Linked DNA regions of Hordeum vulgare: regions 1 and 2 are each linked to region 3. Evidence: chromatin contacts called from public Hi-C data. All regions are on one chromosome and are shown on one strand. Each heading gives the region's core, a stretch centred on a gene start, on an enhancer-like site or on the middle of the called end of the contact. The rest is flanking DNA. Distances are from core to core; before and after follow the strand shown.

Region 1 (2,700 bases), core at 47-2,546, 180 kb after region 3:
CATTGAAGAAATGGCCCCCTCTCGCTCAGCTAACCATAATTTCAAATGGGTTGTTTCCTTTCAACAGTGGAGACTTCAAGGAGCAAGATCAAGATCAAGTGTCTACATGGTGTCCACATAATCACCGACGGTGGCTAGGTTGTCTTTAATTACCTTATTTAACGCTCTTTTAAGTACCCCGCTACTATTATCTTTTGGTTGTAAATGCTTGTATTATGACTTGACCGGTGTTGACTTTATTAATTTGAAGTCGGGCGTTCCTTGTGGTTTGTTTCTAAAAGGGAAAAAAGGTAGATGCAAAATTAACAACCATGCTTTACAATCTGTATGTGCTGTTTTCCACGTTTCGAGAGACACACGGAATCGCCTCCATAGCAAGTATCTTCCCGCAAAACAAAACAAAAGTAACTTGCAAGTCTGGAGTCTATGTTTATAGAGTGGACCAGCTTGAGCCGAATAAGCTACAGTGCTGCTATTTGGTTGCTTCGTCGCTGCTTTACCCGCTTGTGCCACTCTGATCCCTCTCTCTGCCTCTTCCAAAATAAGCTGTGCCAGATGGATGGATAACCACGGTGGTGTTGATCTATCCGAATTTAACAACCAAAAAAGTGAAGTTTAATCTAGTGAAAAGAGACGCCTTTGAGCACACACACACCGGCGCGCGCACCCCCACATAATTTTCTGTGATGCGTGACATCAGGAACACCCAAGTTTTACAGTTGGGATTCAGGGGGACAGGCCCATGCCTTATCTGGTTAGTTTTATAACCCTCAAATGCATCTCATCAGATGATGGCAGATTGGCGGCGGCTTTGGTGTTGGAGGCAGCAATAAACATAAACTAATGCCACATGAACCGAGCTTAGATACCACTCCTTTTTTACTTCTCCATCTGAACAGGGAGGCTGATGCTTTGGTCCAAAGTCACCATCACATGCCTCTTCGCTCTCTCTGATGATGCGTGCGGTGGGTTGCTATCAGCACAACCGTGACAGCATACGCAGCAGCCGAGCTTCAGATTAGACTGACAGACACTAAAGAAAAAAGGCCAGTGGTGGTGCTCCTTTTCCTTTCCTCTCATCTCCCCTCCCCTGTTTTTATTCTTCTTTTAGCACAGCATGAGCGGTTTGTGACGTTGATGATGGATGCCTTGGCCTAGCAGTAACAGGGGGAGGACCCCTCGTGCAACTGGGATGCGCAACTGGGGAGGGTTTCAGCGACATCCGCAACTGAGTTTTTTATGGGTGGTGATTGGGAGTTTGGGGTCGCTCACTCGACTGGCTGGGGCTGGGAGAGGGAGATCATGTCAACACATTGGTGATCCATGAAGTGGACAGGTCGCATTACCCTTCTGAAAATTATACTGTACTAGATTATTTCGTGTTCTATTCTGACGAGAACGAAATGATCCTTGCTGCAATCCTGAGTTGGCATGTAAATACGTCCATAGAGTTTGCATGGAGTTCCGTCGGAGAATCCTAAGTTCATGACTGTCAACCATCTAACATGTAAATCCGACCGGAATGACCATCTGGTCCGGTGGAAAATTCCATGATCCATATAGCTGTTGTGCTTATTGTTTTCAGACGTAGTGGTTTGTTTATAGAAAGTACTCCCTCCGTCCCAAAATAAGTGTCTCAACTTTGTACTAGCTCTAGTACAAAGTTGTACTAAGCTTGATACACTTATTTTGGGACAGAGGGAGTATTACTCTGTTCCTGGGAAGAGTGGAGATAGATAGTTGTTCTCATCTGATGCTTGTTCTCATGTTTGATCTCACGTATTCTAGGATGAAGCAGTGGACATTGGCATATTCAAATGGAGACAACTCACGATGTACCCTCAACTGTATCTTAGCCATCCCCGAAAAAAAAACTGTATCTTAGCCAGTATGTTACGAATAATTTAAGCAGCACACAACATTTACTGAGTCTGCACAAACAATAATCCTCAGTCCCGGCGAGGAAGTTGAGACTCTATGTCAACTTGAATGTAATATACAGTCCTTAGGTACGCCGGATAGGGACCTCCTATCCCGAATATACCGAATTGGGGACATGATCTCGGGAGTCCGTTTTAAAGTACCATATTCCCACAGGCAAAAAAAATCGAAAAAAATAGACATATAGAAATACATCTATAACACATTTTGATAAAGTTTCGTAACAATATAGTTTCATACATGGCATAACCAAAAGGAAAAAATTCCAAAATAAACCTTGAATTTGTAGACGAAACATAAACCAAACCCTAAACTTCAAATCCCTGAAATCGGCACACCGAATTCGCTGATCCTGGTCTATTTTAAACCTTGACAGAACTTAGCCGGGATTTCCTGAATTGGGCTGGGCCCATTAGCGCAGTTGCGCACGCGCGCACCCTCTGCTCTGGTTTTTTTTCATTTTCTTTTTGCTTTTCCACATGTGTATATTTTTTCCAATATCCAATGTATTTTTTAACACATATATGTATATTTTTGATAAACTTCCAATATTTTTCAACACATTATGTACATTTTAAAAGTACATCTTACAAAAAAAATACATGGTAATATTTTTCTAAATAAATATTTTATACTTTATAAATAACAATAAACATTTTATAAAATTGATATATATATATTTTTGAGGTATAAATAACAATAAACGTTGAATGTTTGGCGCTAGGATTATGCTCCTACAAATTTATAAAATGCATGTTG
Region 2 (2,700 bases), core at 102-2,601, 160 kb before region 3:
ACACCAGAATTATAGGATACCTGCAAAGATATAAATACGACACACAAAATCACTGGATTGTCCAACTGGGCCAAATAACAATTGAAGCACATCTTGGTCTCTGAAACTTACAGAGATGACATCCTCAAGGCTGAGTACAGTGGAACCCCATATAAGGGCTTTACTTGTGAGTCTTGCATCAGTTGTATCAGCTTTCTTGTTTGATGACAATTTTCCATCCACGCCTATACTTTTATTTTTCCTGTCAAAAAACAGTTTGCCAGCGTAGACTTCGAAACCTACAAAATTGGACCTCTCATCCACCGTATCAGTTCTACGCTCATGGTTTTTACCCCTTTTGGCATCTTTATTGTCAACAGTCACATGCTTTTGCCTCAAAGATCTAGATTTGCCTCTTTTCTCTGGAAATACAGTGGGGGAAGATTGCTGTCCAGCTGACTTTTGAGAACGGCGACTACTAGAACGGCGGCTGGATTTCTGAGATGCGTTTCTGGATGTTGGATTCTCTAGATCAGCTGCATCCATCTCTTTGTTTTAAACAGGACCTTAAGAGCATCGGAACGGGTAAGGAGTTTGATAGAGCTTAAGAAGTGTATGACACATGATGACCCCAATTGCCCTGTGAAAGGATTGGCATAATTAAATAATCTGCGACAAAAGAGAAACAGAACAAATATAAGTACATGAGCTTCATCCCCATAAGACTGATAGCCACAAAACGAGAGCTCCTCACTAGTACTGCTGGAATATCTGAAGTGATGATATCTTATGCCTATATCTACTAAACTGTCTAGTACCCTAGAATACCTTCTGAGGAACTTCATACAATTCAACTCCTGTAGCCGTACAAATTCAGATCTCCACAACTACGTGCGCTACAACGCATTTCCAGATGCACACAAAGGTCTCGAATTCCTGGTTTGGTACAGAGACATGGGGAGCACGACGGGGCGGATCTAGATTGTTCCGCGGGCCTGGACCGGCACGCGGAAATTTTACAGGATCAGTTCGGGCCAAGTAATCACCGAATGACCAAAAGCTCGTACCTCAAAAACCAATGTCCAGGATTGCGGACGGGTGCGGAGACGGCAGCGACGCGGTGAAGTAGGAGCGGCGACGGCGACGGCGACGGCGATGGCGGCGACGCGCGTCAGCGGCGGGGTTGTTGGGGGAGCAGAGCGGAGCGGAGCGGAGCGGTGGTGGACGTGGACTATAGGAGAGATTGGGTAGGGCAGAGCATGAGAGCAGCGTGGCGGAGGAAGGGATCGGGGAGGAAGAGGAAAGGCACAGGACAGGAGGAAGGTGGAGAAGAAAAGTCCGTCTAGCTGGGGAGGAGTGTGGAGTTTCTTTGATGATGGTTCAAATCGGTGGCTGGCACGATTGGCGATTTGATTTGATGGTAGATGGAGGGTGGAGATTCCGTTTCTGACTGCATCAGAAATTATTGTGTCGGCCTATCTCGGATAGATGGTAAAAACATGAACTTTGTGGATTGTTTCAAAATAAAAAAAGTTTATAGTAATGGTAGTACTGTAGTTTGTGATCCGAAAATACCCGATGAAATCTGGATCTTGGCGTTGTAATCAAACATCTATAGATTCACACATAGGTAGAAATGTGGATCTTGAGTCAACAACCTCTTTTGCCCATTGTTCAAAAAGAATATATTTTTTTGTTCTTGATGGACTCGAGCCTATGGCGTGGCGAAAATGGGAGGGGGTTGATGAGGGAGCGCGCAAGTATTTGACGATTTAAAGACATCATCACATTAGTCTTGATATTATAATCCACTTGTTTATTAGGCATATAAAAATGAAGAGTCAAACAATACTCTCCTGCCATAAATATTTTTGACGTGTGATCTTTATCGCAACTGCTTCAGTGTTTGAACACGTTGTTATCATAATTGCTCGTTTCCTTTTTTGGGTTGTCGTCATCTTTTTTGTCGTGTAGCAGTGCTCTCACTACACGACTAGGGGTACTCCCTCCCCTCACTCCCCTCCCCATGCGTCTCACATGCTACTTGTACGAATAGTATGCCATCGTTGGAGCCAGCCTGATGCAATATTATGGCAGCACACCATTTTTGCAATGTGGTGAAAAGGATGGAGAAGATGGCAAGGCGCAAAGAAGGGTAAAAGGGTTTCAATAAAGGAAACCTCTCGAGACCACAACCATCACCACTACTCCCTTCCTCGTCGTAGCACCTCTCTCTCCCTCTCTCCCTCTCCCTCACCCCCCCCCCCTATCTCTCTCTCTCTCTCTCTGTTGTGTAGTGGCCTTAGTTTACACTCCACTGTGGGCAATGACCACCTCTCACATAGGTAGCTTCATTAGCAACATTTTGTACGATCATGTTACTTCATCATCATCGCTTTTTCTCATCACTCACATGGGCAATGACCACCCTTCAGGCGATCAAATTGTACGTTTTTTCATGCGTGCTCAACAAGGTAGAGCCTTGGTGAAACTCTCGTGTGTCCTTTAAAGTTTGTTTCTCTACTGTCTCTTGGCATGTTGTACCACCTCGATAGCCTTCTTTGTGTTGTTAGTGGTGCCCTTTATGTGGTTATGACATAACTTGTGCTACATCAAAGAACCACCTACACTTATATGTTGTTCAAGAGGTTGATCTTTGCCTTCTTGATGTTTTCCTTTTTGGGTATTTATCTCTCGAGGATGGGTTGTTCCTATGGTTGT
Region 3 (2,700 bases), core at 30-2,529:
GCGACCTCACAGTCACAGAATATGTATCGAAACGAAGAGTAGTGGTTCGGCCTGGCTGGTACATGGAGACGAGTAGTGTCTGGGCGAAGAAAAGCATTTGCATTTGGCCTTGGATACGTAGTACTACTTACATAGCGTAGCTAACTAGCTGGGTAGATAATCAGCCACGCGCGCACACGAGGACATGACGAGGAGGGGGCAATGGCCCCGGCGGCTTTCAGTCGGCGGTACCACCGTGCTCTGCACAGCGCAATCGTATCGCCCTCCCGCCCGCGCAGCCAGCCGACACACGTACACGAGCCCTACGTGGCCGCGCGCGGCGTTGATGAATCAGTCAGTCAGTCAATCAATCAGCTTACTTACTTACTTACCCCTGTTGGCGCCGGCGCCGTCCGGTGGATCGTCGGAGCAATCACAGCCGACCGTCGCCGATCCGACGCCTAGCACGGGCCAGGCTGGTTGGGGCGGGCGCGGGGAGCAGGGTAACATGGAGGCCGCCGTGCGCGCGGTTTGAGTTAACCCACGCCGGGTCGGGAGCGCGTCCTTTTGTGGAAACGGAAAGCCATGCGCTTTTGCCATGCACACCCCTGCATTGCTTGGCCACACATGCGATGCCACGATCGAGCTCGTAGCCATTGCCCATAGCGCGCGCCTGGCTGGCTGGCGAGGAGCAGGGTCATGTGCCCGCATGAGCGCCGGGACGAGTGAAAGCCAACACGATAACCTCCGGTCATATGTTTGTTATGTACTACTCCCTCCGTCACAAAATTCTTGTCTTACATTCGTGTAGATATGAATGTAACTAGTCACATTTTAGTATTTAGATACATCCATTTGTAAACAAATCTAACACAAGAATTTTGGGCCGGAGGGAGTAGATGGAAGTGGAACGGGCTAGCTGCCTGAGCACGAGCCGGCCACGCGTCCCAGGGTGTACTGTTCTAGAGACTGTACAGAATCGTGCGCTTTTCCTTTTCCTTTTGGCGCGGTGGGCGTTCAAATGCCTTCCTGACAGTAGTAGTGAGTAGTAAACAAAACCGAAGCTTGTTCGATCGGCGCCATGGGTGCAGTCCGTTTCCAGGCAGCATCCAGACGCGATCCGTCTGTGCCGTGCATAAACAAAGAAGAAGGGGAAGCGAGTGAGGAGCAAAGAAAAAGACCAGGCTGCTACAGCGGCAGCGTGGTCCCGAGTGCCTGACGGACGGATGGATGGATGGATGGATGAATCGAAAGATGGAGTGAGAGGGGATCAAGGGACGACGAGCGATGGGCCAACGTCACGCTTATTGGAGCCATCGAGCCCATCCCTTCCATATGGACGGTCCCCCCGGCAGCCACATATGGACGCTATATCTGCGGGATTTTCTTCCCTTCTTTTCTTTCTTTTCTGCCAGTCTCTTTACACATTGTTAATAATAATCATCATATACGCTAGTGCTATGGTAGAGGAGTACGTAGTTGCGAGACCGTGGATCATCAATTCCCAATTAACATAACCTTGATCAACACTGCCATTCATTGAATAGGTTAGAGAGCTGTCGATTCCGCCGACGAGCTAATCAATCATATGTTCATGCCACAAGCGCTTGTCTTCTTGTGCTTTTCTGGCGCTACATCGTATGCAGTCGACCCGATCGGCTCGTCAGGCCGCTTAATTAACCTCAACAATTTGACAGCTTGTGCCCGTGTTACACACGACAATGTGAGTCTCCGTCGTTGACTAGCACTTCACGATTTTAAGGATTGCAGGGAATTAGACGCGACAGTAACATTTTGAATCACTGACCCTGACCCTGACCCAACTTTTAACAACTGCAGAGAATTAGACGTGCCTGACAGTAACATTTCGGAATCCCTGATGGCCATAACGGGGCAAGTGTCAGCTGTCAGGGCAGAACTGAAAGCGGGCCATATACTACCTACATGAAAAAGAACAGAAGCTTGACTTTTGTTGCCATAATAAGCAAATTAACACTAGTTATTTAATATTTACGCATGTACTATCAATCAGATCATGATAATTATCTGGAGAATAGAGTAGCCAGCGTCATGCTAGCTAGGCATGTTTCTGGGCCTAGTTTATCTCATCCAGTATCTTGTCAACGATTAACTATATCTATATATATCCAACAGCTAAACTGAAACACAATTGTTTTGTTTCAGATACTACTACTACTACTAACGAACTGTGCATGATTGCTGTGCTGCTGCTGCTGCTGTTGTTGTTACAGCTTGTAATTATGCTTCCCCGGACCGCTGCGGCGTCCAGCCTGTATCTGCTTTCCGCCCCATTTCTTCAGCAACAATCAAGATGGGCACGTTCTAACTGTTTACTACCACTAGTATAATACAGCGTGTATTGGAACAGATTAAGTGTTTTTGAAATTAAGTTTTCCCTCCCGTCTGAAGAAAAATGAAGGCCGACAGGAAAGATTTGTATGATCACCTGTTCACTCGTTTTAGTACAGCAACAGGGCAACAACCTGCAGGCCGCCGTTAGTTTCAGAAAATACTGAAATTCAGGGGATCAAAGTAAGATGCTGCTTGGACCGTTTCTATCCGTCGTCACATTCAAAAACGTTGTCCAGGTTTTTCACATTTAATCCGGCAGCATTGTACTCGTAGTAGTTGTTCTCTTCTTACTTGTGGGGTAGTACAAAGGGGGATGGATTTGCACGTTAAACAGGAACTGATGGGTTA

The links. Hi-C and Micro-C count contacts between places; a contact is called where the count stands out from the background.
Region 1: a contact with region 3 is called in a Hi-C map of leaf, with 5 times the contacts expected there. The contact joins two enhancer-like sites. A contact is called at or near these places in 4 of 6 Hi-C or Micro-C datasets (leaf and seedling) and 1 of 1 datasets of contacts at active chromatin or transcription factors (embryo).
Region 2: a Hi-C map of leaf shows a contact between it and region 3, with 4 times the contacts expected there. The contact joins the promoter of LOC123427386 here to the enhancer-like site in region 3. A contact is called at or near these places in 2 of 6 Hi-C or Micro-C datasets (both in leaf).

Annotation. Positions count from the first base shown.
Region 1 is chr2H:572,678,712-572,681,411 of MorexV3_pseudomolecules_assembly, reverse strand. No RefSeq gene overlaps it. Among protein-coding and RNA genes, the nearest start is that of LOC123430596, 60 kb to the right of the region's middle. Within about 2 kb of position 1,296, at least 3 of the 3 cell types and tissues checked have open chromatin away from gene starts, as enhancers often do. A contact at or near this core is called in leaf, where this site is marked.
Region 2 is chr2H:573,020,247-573,022,946 of MorexV3_pseudomolecules_assembly, reverse strand. LOC123427386 (sphingoid long-chain bases kinase 1-like) reads right to left here and starts at 1,351. Exons shown (of 9, transcript XM_045111416.1): 1 at 1,047-1,351; 2 at 112-619; 3 at 1-20. The coding sequence starts at 525.
Region 3 is chr2H:572,860,135-572,862,834 of MorexV3_pseudomolecules_assembly, reverse strand. No RefSeq gene overlaps it. Among protein-coding and RNA genes, the nearest start is that of LOC123427385, 30 kb to the right of the region's middle. Within about 2 kb of position 1,279, at least 2 of the 3 cell types and tissues checked have open chromatin away from gene starts, as enhancers often do. A contact at or near this core is called in leaf, where this site is marked.